Linked DNA regions of Oryctolagus cuniculus: region 1 is linked to region 2. A link is a contact called in public Hi-C data. All regions are on one chromosome and are shown on one strand. The core of a region is the stretch at or near the end of the contact, and the rest is flanking DNA. Distances in the headings are between cores, read along the strand shown.

The links. Hi-C and Micro-C count contacts between places; a contact is called where the count stands out from the background.
Region 1: a contact with region 2 is called in a Hi-C map of an unstated tissue, with 1.7 times the contacts expected there. The contact joins two enhancer-like sites. A contact is called at or near these places in 3 of 6 Hi-C or Micro-C datasets (ear pinna, psoas muscle and an unstated tissue).

Annotation. Positions count from the first base shown.
Region 1 is chr5:30,360,836-30,364,245 of mOryCun1.1, forward strand. The region is part of intron 1 of NHSL1 (NHS like 1); the gene reads left to right. Among named protein-coding and RNA genes, the nearest start is that of HEBP2, 110 kb to the right of the region's middle. Within about 2 kb of position 1,751, at least 3 of the 8 cell types and tissues checked have an H3K27ac peak or open chromatin away from gene starts, as enhancers often do. A contact at or near this core is called in ear pinna, where this site is marked.
Region 2 is chr5:30,269,109-30,272,403 of mOryCun1.1, forward strand. All of the region lies in intron 1 of NHSL1 (NHS like 1), which reads left to right. Among named protein-coding and RNA genes, the nearest start is that of NHSL1, 91 kb to the left of the region's middle. Within about 2 kb of position 1,818, at least 1 of the 8 cell types and tissues checked has an H3K27ac peak or open chromatin away from gene starts, as enhancers often do. A contact at or near this core is called in ear pinna, where this site is marked.

The DNA.
Region 1 (3,410 bases), core at 501-3,000, 92 kb after region 2:
GATAGATACTCAGTTGATTAGTTTTCTAAGGTTCTATTTATTAAAAGGAAAATCAGTTGCCAGAGTAGAATTGTTTTGAAGATTCACTTCCCAATAATTCACTACTAAATCATGCTTTAAAGAAATACCATCTAAGGGGCTGGCATTGTGACACAGTGGATTAGGCCTCTGCCTACATCCCAAATGGGTGCCAATTCGAGTCCCTGCTGCTCGACTTCTGATCCAGCTCCCTGCTAATGGTGCCTGGGAAAGCAGTGGAAGATGGCCCAAGTGCTTGGGCCCCTGCACCCATGTGTAAGACCCAGATGGAGTTTCCGGCTCCTGGCTTTCAGCATGGCTTGGCGTTGCAGTCGTTTGGAGAATGAAACAGTGGATGGAAGATTTCCCTTTTTCTCTGTAACTCTGCCTTTCAAATAAACGAATAATCTTTTTAAAAATACACCCTTAAAGATGTTACTGTATGAGTATACATGGTGACATATTTTTTTTTCTTGTCTCATTCAGAAAAGGCTAATTATGCAGTGGGTGCAGAAAAGTTCTATTTCTCAATGGATGCTCTGCCATGGAGTGTTTGTTCTCCCCCGGCAGTGTAGGACGTGTGTGTACTGCAGTTACTGTGTTGTCGCGTGGATTGCTCACTGTCTTCTCTGTGAAAACGTATCACACAGCAGAGAATGAAGGCCAAACGTAAACTTTACTTTATTTTTTTTTTTAAGATTTATTTATGTATTGGAGAGGCAGAGTTACAGAGAGAGAGAGAGAGACAGAAAGGTCTTCCATTTGCTGTTTCACTCCCTAAATGGCCACAATAGCCAGAGACGGACCAATCCAAAGCCAGGAGCCAGGAGCTTTTTCTGGTTCTTCTACATGGGAGCAGGGACCTAAGGACTTGGGCCATCTTCCACTGCTTTCCCAGGCCATAGCAGGGAGCTGGGTTGAGAGTGGAGCAGCCAGGACTCGAACCAGCACCCATATGGGATGTTGGTGCTGCATGTGAAGACTTAACCTACTACACCAAAGCACTGGCCTCAACTTTTCTTCTTTCTATTTCTTTCTTTCTTTTTCTTTTTTTCTAATTTGAATGAGTTTGTCAAGCTTAGTCTTTACTTTGTGAAGTGAGATTGTAACCACCGTGAAGTACCCTGGATTTCTGAAGTCATTCCTGTGAACTTTCTCCCTTAAACTCGGTTGTCACTATTTTTCTTAATGTGATATGGATTGGAGCATGTCTTTATAGCATCTGCCTTAGTTCTTTTTAGTTCTCTCAAAAGGCAGTTTTTTAGAAAGAAACTAAAACTGAACTGTGTTGAGCTGATGCTTGGTGAATTCTGTGGGCTGCTGCTACAATTTGAGTAATAGAAGTCTCTTAATTTTTCAGTTTCTGATTCAGATGTAAATAACTATACTTCTGGATTTGAATCAAAACTGAGATAAGACACCACAGAGGCCAGTTGATTTTGGAGCATGTTAGTCATTGTTCTGACGGAAGAACTTGGCCAGAAATCCTGCAGCCCATGTTGTCACTGTCTTACTCATCTCCCACCCCACCCTGTCTGAGCGGACTGCTCTCCTTAGCAGCCACAGTGCGCCATTGTGTTCACAGCTTAGACTGCCTTGCAACCAGAGTGCAGGGGTGCGGCCTGGGCTCCGCCATGCCGGGCTGCTCACCATTGAGCAGATTATTGGATCCACAGCAAGCCGGGCAGCCCTGGCCTCCCACTCTTCTGCCAGCATTCAGACTTCGGCAGGATCAGTGCTGGCCAACAGGTGGCAGCAGTGGCAGCATTTCACTGTGACTGTCAGGCTGGGCGGCTGGTACACTTACCCGCTGTCTCTCCTGGGGACTCTCGCTGCTCCTACATATCCCCTACTAAAGCTTTTCCTGCTGCATAGAACCAGAGAGGACACTGTTGTTTTCCTGTGAGTGCTCTGGCATCGCCTTCGCATCCAATTTGAAAAGGCCCTGTCTTGTTTCCATTGTCCAAGGCTCTTTCCCTTGTGTGTGGCAGTGGTTAGATGGTCTTAGGTGTTCTTCAGCACGTGTGCCATGCTTCAGAGTCATGTGATGAAGACTGGGGAGAAGTCAGCGTTTAATTAATGAATAGCAAGAGTGTCGCTGTTATTGTCATTGGTGGGCTTTGATTGTTACCATTCAGTTTCTGCATACCTCTTAGAAAAACATCAGACTGACAAAGCCGGCAGTTGGTTGGCAGCCGAAGAGAGTAGTTTGGAATTCCCTCACATGTAACTGAACGTGGCACCTGAGGCTAACCGAAGTGAGTTGGTGCCAGTGCACTTAACGCAGGGACTGCTAGTGTCCCGCCTGGAGTAAAGCACTCCAGGGGAGATGCTGTGTTGGTGCAGCCATAGATTAGGCGTACAAGAAGTCAGCAACACACACACACTGCACTGTTTTCCACCTTGCCTTTTTTCATCAGCCTTAGTTTACTTTGGATTGATACAATCGGTGTATTTTTTCTGTTCATGCTTCCATGTCGCGGAGGTTTTTCTGAAACACAGATCGGTATCTTGCACGGAAACTTTGATGTTTGCCGTTGCCAGCTGAATGAAGGCCAGTGCCTCCGTCTTGACAGGCGAGGCTCCTTTGCATTGGTCATGACTTACCTTTTCCAGCCACGTCTCCACGTTCAGTTTCATCAGGCCAGCAGATTGTCTCCTGCAGGTTCAGTTGCAGACAGCAATGTAAAGCTTTGGGGGACTTTAAAGAGGGGGTGTGGTGCTCATCAGTTCATGGAAAAATTCTGGGGAACAAGCCCAAGCTCAACTCCCAGCAATGACTCAGACCTGCTGGCCATGGAAGCCATTCTCACTGCACGCAGTTTTTGACTCAGACCACAGTGCCTCAGCTGTGTACCTTACCAGTAAAGTGTGTTCCATGTGCCTGGCCTCCCATCGCCATGAGATTAGAGATTGCACATGTAGGCTTTGGGGACCTCAACTGTTGGTCACCTGCTCACAGAAGCAGCTGAGGCAGACTTGTAGAACTGAGGGCTCACCATGCTCAGCCAAGCTCTCTGTGTGCACCTGCTTTGCAAATTCAAGGCCAGGTGCTGAGGCCCAAGTGGAAGGGAGTCTGAGCAATGCAGTGCACTTTGCAAAGCAGCCTGACTGGGGCTGTGAGAGGCATTGTGACCATCCTTACATGCACAGCTCAGAGCTCTCAGCACACAGGTGCCTCACCATTCTGTTTATATCCTGCTCTGGCTCTTCTGTCTACTGGGAATGTGTTTCACATGCTTCTTCCTCTAGCAAGCCTTGTTCTCCCATCAGGGTCCAGCTCACATGTCACCTGCTATGTCAAGTTGTCCCTGGTACTATTTCCTTCCAGCCCCCAAGTGAAGTAAGCATCTTCTAACTCAAAATATGCTGTGTTACCATTTTATTCTGTC
Region 2 (3,295 bases), core at 568-3,067:
TTTTAGAGATTGGCAAACTTAAATCTCAGAGCATTGTGAAGAAAAGGGTCCATATTCAGGGCCAGTGTTGTGGTGCAGTGGGTTAAGGCACTGCCTGTGATGGCTACCTCCCGTACTGCAGTGCCGATTCAAGTCCCAGTTGCTCTGTTTCTGATCCAGCTGCTAATGTGCCTGGTAAAGCAGCAGATGATGGCCCAAGTTCTTGGGACCCTGCCATCCATGTGGGAGACCATGGTGGAGCTCCAGGCTCCTTGTGGCCATCTGGGAATGAACCAGTGGATGGATCAGTTTCTCTCTGTTCTCCTCTCTCCCCCAGCCTTTCATATAAATAAAGTAAATCTTAAAAAAAGAGTAAAGGTCCATGTTCAAATGTGTTTTTGTAATAATATTTAGAAAAAAGGCAAATAGAGATTTTTAGGAAGGTGGCATACATGATCACCAGCAAAGTTTGAGCATTCTGTTGGATGTGCAGGTAGCAGCACTGAAGTATTAACACAACCTTTAGAACAATGCTTCTCACTCATAATGGGTATTTTTATAATACCCTTTTATGTATCCTGAAATGGGAATTTCATAGGCAATATAACCCACATCTATATACACAGTTTTAAAAAATCAGTATAATGCCCTAACTATAATGTAAGGGGAAATGAAAGTCATTTATAATGTTTCATACTCATTGCTCAGGTAAAACTGTATTTACTGCAAGACTTAATGAGACTCTTAGATCCATATATGAATGTGGAGTTGCTATGATGAGAAAGCTGATGATTGCAACCTTGTAAGTGGTAGAGAGATCAGAGATGCAATTTTCAGAAATGTACAATTAGTTTTGAAATTTTCTAGTTATTTTATTTATTTGAGAGGGAGAGACAGAAAATTCCTATTGGCTAGTTAACTCCCCGAACATCCACAACACCTGGGGCTGGGCCAGCCTGAAGCCAGAGTCTAAGAACTCAATCCCTGTCTTCCATGTGCCTGGCAGGGACCCAAGCACTTGAGTCATCACCTCTGCCTCCCAGGGTCTGCATTGATGGAAAGCTGGAGTCAGGAGCTGGAGCTGGGAATTGAACCCACTCAACACATCTGTGAGGGGACACAAGTCAACCTATAAGAGATGCTCTCAGCCCCTGTTCTCCTGCTGTGTGGACAGTGGAGCACAGAAAGGTTGATTTGACTTCCGTGTTAACTGCCTTCCTAGCAATTTTGATATTCATTAAAGCACAAACATCGTAGTTTTACATGATAAAAACATGATACTATGAAGAGTTTTTAAAATCAACATAAACATTCAGAACTCTTGACATCTATCACCATGTAGGACAGTATATCATCACACGCATTGCAAAACATCTTGCATCCCTGCTGCCTGCCCACCCGGTGCCAATGGTGTTGCCCAATCGTTGTGACAACCCAGAATGTCTCACTCATTTCCAGGATGCCCACTGTATGGATTTGGCGTTCACCAGACAGAGGGCTGTCTGTCTGTGGAAAGATGGTTGAGTTCTGACTTGGAAGTGCTGAGAACCAGCGCCCTCAGGGTGAGGAGTTCCAGGAACACTGGGTGTGGTGACTGGAGTGTAGGTGCTGGGCGCCTCTTTGCAGAGACCTTGTCACATGTTTTGGAGGTAGCAGCTGCATTGACTGAAAGGCTTTGCCAAGGAGAAGAAGAGAGAGCAGAAAGACAGTTTATGAATACCCCTTTTGAGGGGCAATTGGAGAGAGGGGTCAGCCAGGAGGGCAGAGAGGCCGCTATTTGATGTGGATATTAGATTTCAGGCAACACAACACACATTTATCAAACCTGTATCGCTGCAGTGGGGCCACAGTTGTGAAGTCATGTTGTTGGGGCCTAAGGCAAGAACTCTGCATCAAAAACTCAGGCACAGATTGTTCCCAGACTGCCAGAAAGAAAGAGGATCACTAGAGAAGAAGACAACAGAGAAGGAATATATTCCCAGGAAGGGGAAAATCTACTTCCCCTGAAGTCATTATCCACAGAGATTGCACAGTGTCGAATGCTGCCTAAATGCCTAAATGTGTGGACACTAAAACCTGTGAGGCTTTAGAGAGAAAAGGTTAGGCAGTCACCGAGTCTGTCTGTGTACCGCAGATTCATGCAGCTGATACAAGGTCAAGCCAAGAAGCTACCCCATCCCTCAGAGCCACCCTCTTGAGGAAACTTTGTGTAATGCAGTGAATTCAAAACATCAGCCATAAATACAAGAAAATATGGACATGGAATTCAGGCCAGCTCCTGGATTTTCTTAGCATTTTTGCATCATTGGATTAATTGAGTGGTCACAGGTTAAAAAATAAATTTGGAAGTGTCAGTAATAGATAGAGAAGTCCTGTGTGGTATGCAGAGACATTGGTCTAAGGCGGGGTGCATTAACAGCAGTAAATATTTCAGTAGTAATGAGGGAGGAAGATCAAGTGATGGAAGCTAGGTAGGCCCTTTCAATAAAGACCAGGAGGAGAACAATGAGCCAGTCTAGATAAGAGTGTCAGCAGGCAAGAAAGACAAGTTTGAAACTCAACTAGGAGGTCAGAAAGTGAAAGATTAGTGCAGGACAATTAAATTGAAAGAGTGGAGTGAGGCCGGCGCTGCGGCTCACTAGGCTAATCCTCTGCCTTCGGTGCTGGCACACTGGGTTCTAGTCCCGGTCAGGGCGCCGGATTCTTTCCCGGTTGCCCCTCTTCCGGGCCAGCTCTCTGCTGTGGCCCGGGAAGGCAGTGGAGGATGGCCCAAGTGCTTGGGCCCTACACCCCATGGGAGACCAGGAGAAGCACCTGGCTCCTGCCTTCGGATCAGCGCGGTGCGCCAGCCGCGGCGGCCATTGGAGGATGAACCAAGGGCAAAGGAAGACCTTTCTCTCTGTCTCTCTCACTGTCCACTCTGCCTGTCAAAAAAAAAAAAAAAAAAGTGGAGTGAGAGTGGAGTGAAGAGTGGAGTGAAAGAGACCCCTCCCTCCATGTGTATCAATAGAGATGAAAGGGAATGACCTCATTTATTCATTAAGGAATTCCATTGAGTATTGTTAATATATGCTATGTCTTTTACTGTATATACAAAAGGGTATATGTAAAATAAAACCAGGCACTTTACACATTTCAAGGTTGGGTTACCGTTTATGGCAGCAGTGCCTGCTAACTTGTGTTCTATTGATTTCCTCACTGTTCATCCCACTAGATCAGACCATACTTTGTCTTACTTCCTCTTCAAGTCCTTAGCAGGTGCCACTCTAACTGGCACACAGTGGCTCTCTATAAATATGCATTTCTATAAATATGC